2 separate regions of the Mus musculus genome follow, and region 2 is linked to region 1. Evidence: chromatin contacts called from public Hi-C data. All regions are on one chromosome and are shown on one strand. Each heading gives the region's core, a stretch centred on a gene start, on an enhancer-like site or on the middle of the called end of the contact. The rest is flanking DNA. Distances are from core to core; before and after follow the strand shown.

What was found. A called contact is a pair of places that touch in the nucleus more often than the background predicts.
Region 2: a contact with region 1 is called in a Hi-C map of Th1 cells, with 3 times the contacts expected there. The contact joins the promoter of Msl3 here to the enhancer-like site in region 1. A contact is called at or near these places in 1 of 39 promoter capture datasets (macrophages), 9 of 484 Hi-C or Micro-C datasets (CD4 T cells, CD8 T cells, Th1 cells and 4 more), 4 of 115 datasets of contacts at active chromatin or transcription factors (the SCID.adh cell line, effector CD8 T cells, embryonic stem cells and 1 more) and 2 of 9 other capture datasets (adipose tissue and liver).

What each region holds. Positions count from the first base shown.
Region 1 is chrX:168,637,758-168,642,519 of GRCm38.p6, reverse strand. No RefSeq gene overlaps it. Among named protein-coding and RNA genes, the nearest start is that of Gm39550, 15 kb to the right of the region's middle. Within about 2 kb of position 2,624, at least 82 of the 459 cell types and tissues checked have an H3K27ac peak or open chromatin away from gene starts, as enhancers often do. A contact at or near this core is called in CD8 T cells, the SCID.adh cell line, Th1 cells and 5 more, where this site is marked.
Region 2 is chrX:168,671,992-168,676,753 of GRCm38.p6, reverse strand. Msl3 (MSL complex subunit 3) reads left to right here and starts at 2,882. Exons shown (of 13, transcript NM_001370791.1): 1 at 2,882-3,026; 2 at 4,409-4,491. The coding sequence starts at 2,925.

The DNA.
Region 1 (4,762 bases), core at 1,375-3,874:
ATGTATATATACCTGTCATATATACACATATACATGGTTTTACATACATGCATTTAATTATCCTGATAGCTATTATAGGATAGCCTATCATGGATACAATACCCTCTACTAATCCTTTTGCCCGTGTCTTTCACTAATTCAGCTGTTCTGTCATCTATGGTACAGCTCAGATTTCATTGCCTTGGCCAAAGTGGATGAAATTTTGGCATATTCAGAACCTATTAGGGATTCTAAGAACATAAGTTAGCTACGGCCATTGCTCAGTTAATGTTTACAGAGTCCTTTGTATTCAAACAAACTCAGAAACTGGAATGGCTAGACAAATGCCTGTTTGACTTTCTAGAGTTTCTTCAAAGGCCTGGCTTTAGGAATTCCTTGGTATTTTGTTGAAGGCTGATTTTCTTGCGAGATTTTTTTTTTAAATAAAAAGATTTATTTATTTATGAGTACATTGTAGCTGTCTTCAGACACACCAGAAGAGGGCATCGGATCCCATTACAGATGGATGTAAGCCACCATGTGGTTGCTGGGAATTGAACTCAGGACCTCTGGAAGAGCAGTCAGTGCTCTTAACCACTGAGCCATCTCTCCAGTCCTGAGACATGTTTATAACACAGGAAGATACTAGGAAAATACTTAGATGAAAACTTGACATTTCTTTGAAACATTCACCAAGTTTCTTCATCTTTTCCATCTTACTCCTGGTGTTTTAGGAACAATTAAGTGTGCCTATTTGGTGGTCATCTGAAAATCAGAAGTAACGACAAGAAACGAGAGCAACTGTAAGTTCCCATGAGTAAAGATTAGCAGCAAGGAACTGCTACTTTGCTCACCAACGGGTTCCCAGGGCAATGATTTATTCCTCTTTATGAAAGATGAATTGAGTGGTCATCCAAGGAATACTACCAATATTGTGCTGAGTAGAGGAAACACCACATTGGATCATTTCTGAAGGGGTCTTAGATTTGCTAGTCAGTGAGGCAAAGCAGTTCTCTCCCCCTTGGATTCCTGAGTGGAAAGGTCCAAATTGAAAACCTGTACATTAGGGGCTGGAGAGATGGCTCCACAGTTAAGAACACTTGTCCTTGCAGAAAACCCAGCTTTAGTTCCTGGCACCTACACGGTGACTAATAAGCATCTATAACTCCTGTTCTAGTAGTCTTAAAGCCTTCGTCTGTCCTCTGCAGACACCAGATACATGCAAGGACAGCATTCATACGCATAAAATAGTAATCTTAGAAAGACCCACAAACAGCAAGAAACCTGACTTTTACTGTGCTGAGATATCATATAGAAACATACCATGGTGTACTTTGGCAAAAAAAAAAAAAAAAAAAAAAAAAAAAAAAAAAAAAGCAAAACCAAATTTCCCTCTTAGGAATGAGCAAATTATTCTGGCAGACTGAGCAACAAGTAGCTAAATGACCTTACATTATATATGCCCCTTCTCAAAAGTGAACTAGCATATAAGAATCCTATCCTCATAAATGTTCCTTTCAACAAATTGTATGTACCCTCTGCTCCCGAGGCCGAGCCCAGAAGGGCCAACCATAGCAGGATGATGGCAACACCCCCCCCCTTGCTTTCAATTTGTAAACACATCTGAGAGCCGCCCTCTACTTTTGCATTATGCCAGGTTACATTACAGATCCTCTTAGTTTTCAACACTTATAACTATCTCTGCTGGTTTGCAGAATAATACAGCACATATTTTGTAAAGAAAAAGGCAGAGAAATTAAGCTATTAAAAAACTACACATTGTCCTTATAACTCCCTAGGATAGAAAGGAATGAGAAGGTAGACAGGGTAGTAAGGGATAGAAGTGGGGAGGGGTAGTGTATATGTTCACAGATTTGAAAAAGAAATAAAATGAAAGCAAACAAACAAACATACATCAAGGTTGGGCTTGATGGTGCATGCCTTTAATCCCGGTACTAGGGTGGCCAGGATGTAAACACCTCTATTAGTTCAAGGCTATCCTGGCCTACATAAGTAATTCTGGGTCAGACAGTACTACATGGTAATACCTTAGCTCAAATCATCCCTAATAACAATGATAACCAATAATAAATAAATAAAGTTTGTATTACTGAAGTAAATTCTTTTTTGCTTCCAGAAGTCACTCTTAAAGGAATATCTGATGGTAGTTTCTTTGCTCTTGAGTTTTGGGGAGTGAGGCTCTAGATTTTTAAACATCAGATATATTTTGTGCACTTGAGGGAGTATTTATTTTTATTTAAAGTCTACATTTATTTATTGTATGTATGCACATGTACACACAAACACACACCACTGCAGATGTGAGGTCAAAGGACAACTTTCTGACATCTGTTCTCTTCTTTCAGGGCTTGGTTCCTTATTTCCTGCAGAGCCATGTCGCTGGCCCTCTGGAGGGGAATTTTATAAAGAGATTTCAGATGTTGCTCTTCTTTCAGTGATGATCAAAGGGCTAACAATCCACTTTTTTTCTGCAGCACTCTGGCTTTTCTGAGAATAGCACTCTTGTCTTTTTTGGTTGTTAGCCTAGCATTTAATGGCTGAGCTACCTCTCTAGCCCAGAACAGAACTCTTCAAAGCCCATTTTCTCTTTGCAGGCGTCTGCCTCCACTTTCGGTTTTGATTTGCCAGTAGGGGGCAGTAGGGAAGGAAGGCGGGACAGGAGGCGGGGGCTCATCATGATCTGCTTGCTTGCTTGTGCTGTCTCTGGCGATTACAGTCGCCAATTTTTAACACTTCCTGGACTATCTCCTTAGTAGGCACGAAAAAGCAGCAATAACTCCTCCTCCTCTAATATGAGTCTGGGGCTTGAGTCTCTCTCCTCAACTCCTGGTCTAGCAGCTGGCCCGCACGCCCTCTCCATAGGCTTAACAGGAAGAACTGGTTTGCAAGCCAGATTGCTTTCTGCACACATTTTCATTCAGCCTTCTTTCAAAAACTCCTGTATTAACTACCCGTAGTCTTTACTGATTTTGACGCTGACTCAGGAATGCCTCCTCTTTAAATACTAGGTCCACACAGGTTGTGCCAGAATCATTCTGCGGACACGACCTCTAGAAATTCTGTTTCTGTTTAAGCTTTCTAAAACGAACTGCAAAACTTTTAATGTTTTTATTTCCCTACTTCCGAGAGAGTTGGCTTGGGATCATTCAGAAGCTAAAAGTTTGAAGCAGATCGACTTTGAAATCCAGACCCTTGGTCCTTTTTGAAGTTTTATGATTTTTTTTTTCAGTTCCCTGGAAGATTATGGGATTTCGAAAATCCTTTACTTCTCACTGCTGGGAGTACAGGTTGGGCGGTCATCCCCAGCCTTTTGTTATGTCTTTTCTTTCCCTCAAGAAATTAGCTCTTGGGTTTACAAATAATACTACACTTTTCTGTTTTCTAACATTTATTTTTATGCTTTAATTATTCCCTTCATCCTACTGAGACACATTTTTCTAAAGATGCAAAGATAATTAATATCCTTTTAGGTAACCATTCTCTCTTTCTCTTAAAATAACAGGCATCCAGTGTTGCGATTCAAAAATACAAAGGCAAACTAAAAGGCAGACATATCAAAGCACAAATAAAAAGAGAGTCAAAGCCATCCATTATCCAATTGCTATAGCTGGCCACTGGAATCTGGCACATTTCCTTATAGTGTCCAATTTCGAAAGCAAATTAAAATTAAGTTCTCAGCTGTAAAAATTTATTACATAAAATTTACCAGATTAACTTTTTCCTTTTTTAATTTTTAGATCTAAATACTTTACTTTCTATGTATGAATGTTTTGCCTGCATGCTAGCTTGATTCCCTGGAATTAGACATGATTGTGAACCTCATGCAGGTGAGGAGAATCCCAGGTCCTCTGCATGTTTATTTGTTTTGTATAAGATAGAGTCTCAAGAACCCTATGCTGACCTTGAACTTATTACATATTGGAAAATGACTTTGAACTTCTGATTTTCTTGATTCTCCCTTGAAGGTGAATTAAAGGTCTGCCTCATCATGCCTGGCTTCCCATTATCATTTGTTTTTTCTTTTTTGTTTTTTTTTAATTATTACTGTGTGTATGTGGGGGCAGGAAGGGGTACAAACCATAAGGCCTGTGTGTTGATCAGAGGACAACTTGGCAATGGTGCTGGGTCTCTCCTTCCACTGAGTGTGACTTCTAAGAAACAAATGGAAGTTATCAGGCTCGCATCTCTGCAAGTGTCTTTACCCAGTGAGCCATCTAACTGGCCTCCCCAATTAGCATTTTAAGTGTATAGTTAAATATATGGAGCAAATCATTAGAACTTTTCCCTCTAGAACATCTCAAAGTTTTTTCATAGAAACAAAACCTTTTAATTTTCTACACTTCCCAGCATTTGTCAAACACTAGTGTACTTTATCTCTATCAATGTGGCTATACTGTGGACCTCCAATAAGTGGAACTCTGCAGCATTTGTCTTTCTGTGTCTCAATTATTTCTCTTAGCATAATGTATTTAAGAGTATTTATGCTGTAGCATGTGTTGGAATTTCTTCCTCTCTTAAAAGGAACAAAATACCGATGAAAGGAGTTCAGAGATAAAGTTTGGAGCTAAGAGGAAAGGATGCACTATCCAGAGACTACCCCACCGGGAGATCCATCCCATAATCAGCCACCAAACCCAGACACTATTACATATGCCAGCAAGTTTTTGATGAAGTGACCCTGGTATATCTGTCTCTTGTGAGGCTATGCCAGTGCCTGGCAAATACTGAAGTGGATGCTCACAGTCATCTATTGGATGGAACA
Region 2 (4,762 bases), core at 1,633-4,132, 34 kb before region 1:
CTTCTTATTGGCTAAGAGCGGATCATATGGTTAGGCCTAACCCAATGACTACAAGAGGAAAGGGGATTGCACAATTGGTTTGGATCTGTGTTTCTCAGTCTTGCCTTTGCCTTGCTCTCACCTGGAAGCCTTGGAAAGAAAATTACAATGCCTGGCAACAATGTGTCCGCGATATTCCCCAGTTGTGCCAAATGTATCCCTAAGTGAATGCTACTGTATCAACCTAGTTACGATTCACCACTGCCTCGGAAGCTGAGGCGCATTCTGTGCCACAGGAAGAGCAAACCCAAGAACAAAACCGAAAAAGAGACATGGAGCACTCAGAGCCGAGTCTGCAGCCACAGTTACTGTGCAAACGGAGGCAAGATGATCTGATCTCTTGAGTTCAAGAGTTCCAGACTGGCTTAGGCAACAGACACATTTCAGTTTCCAGAATTTCTGTGACCGTGCCCTTCTAGGAAAAAAATGAGGATGTGTGCCACCTTTATTCCACCACACCAGTTTTATCATGGTGTGCAGTAGGCTCCAACTTGCTTACTTGGTACTCTTCCATCCTGAAATACGCCATCCTGAAAGACAGGAGTTACGTATATAGTCTGCTTAGTGTGTCTAACTTTGATTACTCAGGAAGCTCAATCAATATTTATTGCATGAATGGATAAGGAACCAGGTAAATGAGTAGGAAATGATCATGAAGCATTTCTCCAGCATTATTTGCAAGGTAATAAACAAAGCCATGCACACAGAATGCACTGAACGCTTTAATTACTCCTTATAAAGGAGCCACTTCTTTGCTTAATTATAACAAAAGCATCTCACAGAGACTAATTACTCGTCCAATACCACACACACACACACACACACACACACACACACACACCATCTCACAGAGACTAATTACTTGTCCAGTACCACACACATACACACACTCACACACACACACACACACACACACACACACACACACACACACACAGAGAGAGAGAGAGAGAGAGAGAGAGAGAGAGAGAGAGAGAGAGATATCAGACTTCTATGTATATAATAGCTGTATATAGGTATCACTCTTAGATTTTATAGAGGAAGGCAGAGAAGGAGAGCCACCCATGACACAAGGATGGACTTGAATAGGAAAAAAAGGAACCCACCTCTCCTCAAAGGTTAGAGCATGGAGTGGACTCTTCCGTTCATGAACCGGAAACACCACACTACTCCAGCTATGGCTACATGTGATAAGCTGTGATATGTGCTTCAGAGCTGCCTCTGCCATTTACAGGGAACACTACCATCTACTATCCACATTCCTGGAGAATCAGGGTTCCAGTTCTGGCTTATGGACTTCATTGTCTTAGATCCAAGTCATTATCTGGCCATTTTCCTCACACCTGCCCTCCTCTTTGCCCTATCTGGCCAGTGGAGCTATTCCTCACTCAGCTCTTAATTCTAGAAAACCTGGAGGACTCCCAAGATGCCTCCTTCCCTTCCCTCAGTTATATCCAGTTGGCCATTGAGTTTTATGGATTTGATTTCATAAATCTGTGATCATTCATCCATTAAATATTTATTGTGTGCTGTGAGTATACAATGACACACTGGATTAGACACCCCCAACCCCCAGGTTCAAGCAGTTTACCCTCTTAGTGGGGCCATCTTGCAAATGAACAACCCATTCTCCAGCAGAGCAAGAAAATGGTAATAAAAGGGTAAGTCGAGTTCTGGGAGGGAATACTGGACAGATACATGGTTGGTTCCTCTAGGCTCCTGCGGGACCTTTCTCTTGGAAGTGCCCAAGTGGAGGTGTGAGAGATTTGGACCTTGTACCAGGTGAAGGGAGGTGGGGGTGGGGAGACGCAAATTTCTGGAAGCAAGAACAGAGTGAGTGGCTGTGGGAAATCTGACAGTTCACTAAAAACCTCCCAGCCCATCTGCTCAACTTTCCAGCCAGGTCTTGATCTAGTAATCACACTGCCTAGTGGCTTTGCACTCAAGAAGAAACAGGCCAGCACTGCCCTCTCTGTCACTGAAGCTCTGCCCTTCAAGTCTCCTGTCTTCTGGTCGGTCATTCAGGGAGTATTTATGAACGCCCGATCTTTGCAGGCACTCTGTTAACAGCAGTCTCAATGGTGCTTCCACTCTTCAGGAGGTTTTGAGCCACTAAAGATAGACCATGGGGGAGCAATTCAGGAGTGCTGCAAGCTGACACGTAAGGTGTTAACGACCCTTTCAGGACCCATAAGCTTTGCTGTCCGCTGCTCACTGGGGCCTCCAGGCCCTACCTGCTGGTCCTCTCGGAAGGATGACCCAGTGTTCTATTAACTGCCCGGAATGTCTCCTCCCCTCGCTCAAGGCCACTGCCCTTCTCCGGCCAGCTCCAACACCGCGTCCTTCTCGCGTGGCCACACTCATCTGCGCGCAGCTCCGCCGAGGGGGCTGACGCGCGCGCGCGCGGCCAGGCAGCTCCTGGGGGCAGACGCCATCCAGCCTCCTCGGCGCCTGGTGACTACCCTAGAGCAATCCTCTCCCTAAGAGATCCCCACACTCCGGCCAGAGAGCGCACGCCCGGGGTGACAGCTCGGCACACACGTGGGCGCAGCCTGGAAACCGCGGGAATCCTAACCCATGGGGACCAGAGGGAACGGTCTGCTGGAAGACCTCGGTCGAGGGATCTTGCTCCCCGTCCGCACCCCTCTCTGAGCCCCAGAGGGGACGGGCGGGGACAAGCCCTGGCGGGGCCGCGCGCTTCCATCGCCACTGCCAAGGTCCTCGCAGTGGCGCGGGGTGGCCGGAGGAGGGGCCGAGGGCGGGGCGGTCGTAGCCTCCACCACTCCCGGGCCCCCCCGGTGGCGGAGCGCCGCCTCCCCGGCCGTCCTCCCCCACCGCGCGCACTCTGCCCGCCCCGGAGCCTCGCCCTCCGCCACGATGAGCAAATGAGCGCGAGCGAGGGCATGAAATTTCAATTCCACTCTGGGGAGAAAGTGCTGTGCTTCGAGCCTGACCCTACCAAGGCGCGAGTGCTGTACGATGCCAAGGTGCCGCCGCGGGGGGAACAGGGAGGAGATGCGGGACTGGGTTCGAGGGATGGGAGGCAAAGGGGCCAGCGGAGGACAAGTGGCCTGGAGTCCTGGACAGCCACCAGGGCGCGCCTTGGCCTGCGTGGAGCGGCCCGGGACTACAGGGGACGCTGGCGAGACGTGCTGGGCGCGCGACTTCCCTAACTAGAAAGGACCCGTGATGCTTCCGCTTCCGGCCGTGTCGCGTCGCTTACGCGCGGTTGCTAGGCCAGGGTGGCGGTTTGAGCGCTGGGCGCCAATCCCGGCGACCGGTGTAGGAGGACTGTCGCCTGAGGCCTCTGCTTTTGTAACGAATCTGTCCTTGTCCCACGCGGCTTCTCGCCACATGGGCTCAGTAGAGGACACCTTGACCAGTTTCCCCACCCACATCTTCAACCTGGTCCTCAATTATTCCCAGCTGTCAGTCCCGAACCCTGGTCAAATTTAGGATTGTAGTCCTGCTGGGGGGGAAGGGAGGGGCTCAAGGTTGCTCTGTTGCTTTCTAAAGGATTGGTGGGAGGCGAACAGAGCTAGGAAAGAATCGCATCTCGCCTGTATCCAGCTTGGTCAGCCCAGGCTGAGCTATATCTTGCGGTTGTCAGTTTTTAAGTGGAGGACTGGGCACCTAAGTGCTCCAGAGCCCAAAGAAGGTAAAAATTCAGCGCGCTGGGGGTCGGGGCGAGCATCGGTGTTTCCAGCCACCAAGGTGAAGTCCTTGGTGGCAGAGACAACTCGGAGCAGCACCAGGTGTGTTTTTAGCCATGTTTCAGCAGTGCTGTCCAGTGGAACACCCCAAGGTCTGTGCTGGATTATGTATCTTTGGTTCTTCCTGAAACCCTTAACTCTGTTTACCTCCTATTGCTATCCCTCCAGCTTGCTCTATCGCTAGGAGATGGAAGGATATACGTTTCATTTGTACCAGCTATCACCTTAGGGAATGCATGGCTATTAAGGGGAGGGGAAGGGTTGTGGAAGTCTCTGGCTAGCTAGGCAAGACACTGGACAAGGCAAGGCCCAGGTGACTACAACTCCCAGAGGTCTCAGGGCTGTTCTCTCTAGTCTGGGCCCTTCGCTAATGACAAATCTACCGACCAATGACTTCAGAAGTTTCACCCGGTCTCAAACTCAAGAGACCAATCCTGGGTTGGTTGGACGGATGTTTCCTATTTTGAGGCAACCACTCGGGCAGAAGAGGAAAAAAAATGTTGAAGAATGTTACGACCCAGCTCTCGATCTAAAGGGGGGAGGGATGAGTACTTTCTTATTTCTTTAAGAAGGGACTGTGATCTAGTTCTTTTTACCAAACTTATAGTAATTTTCGGTTTGCTGTGCCACGCGTGAGTAGTATTTCCTGGTTTCAGATCATCGATGTTATTATCGGGAAAGACGAAAAGGGCAGAAAGATTCCAGAATATCTGATACATTTTAATGGTTGGAACAGAAGGTCAGTGAACTTGTTACAGTTAGACTTAATCGCCTTTGTAGCAAGATAATTTTGTAACTTTAAGTTTTAGAAACACTTGTAGAAAAGTTTAATTTCCTGCTTCTGCTTTGTTTGGAAAGCTTGCCTGGTCTGAGGCATGATTACTTTAAAGTCTGTTATGTTTGGATGATCTATGAGTAATCTCTAGAAATCTTGGTTGCTGTAGCTGAGTTCCCTTTGTGCTTTATTGGTAACCTCTTGGTGGTTTTGAAGTTTTTTTTTATAGCTTTCT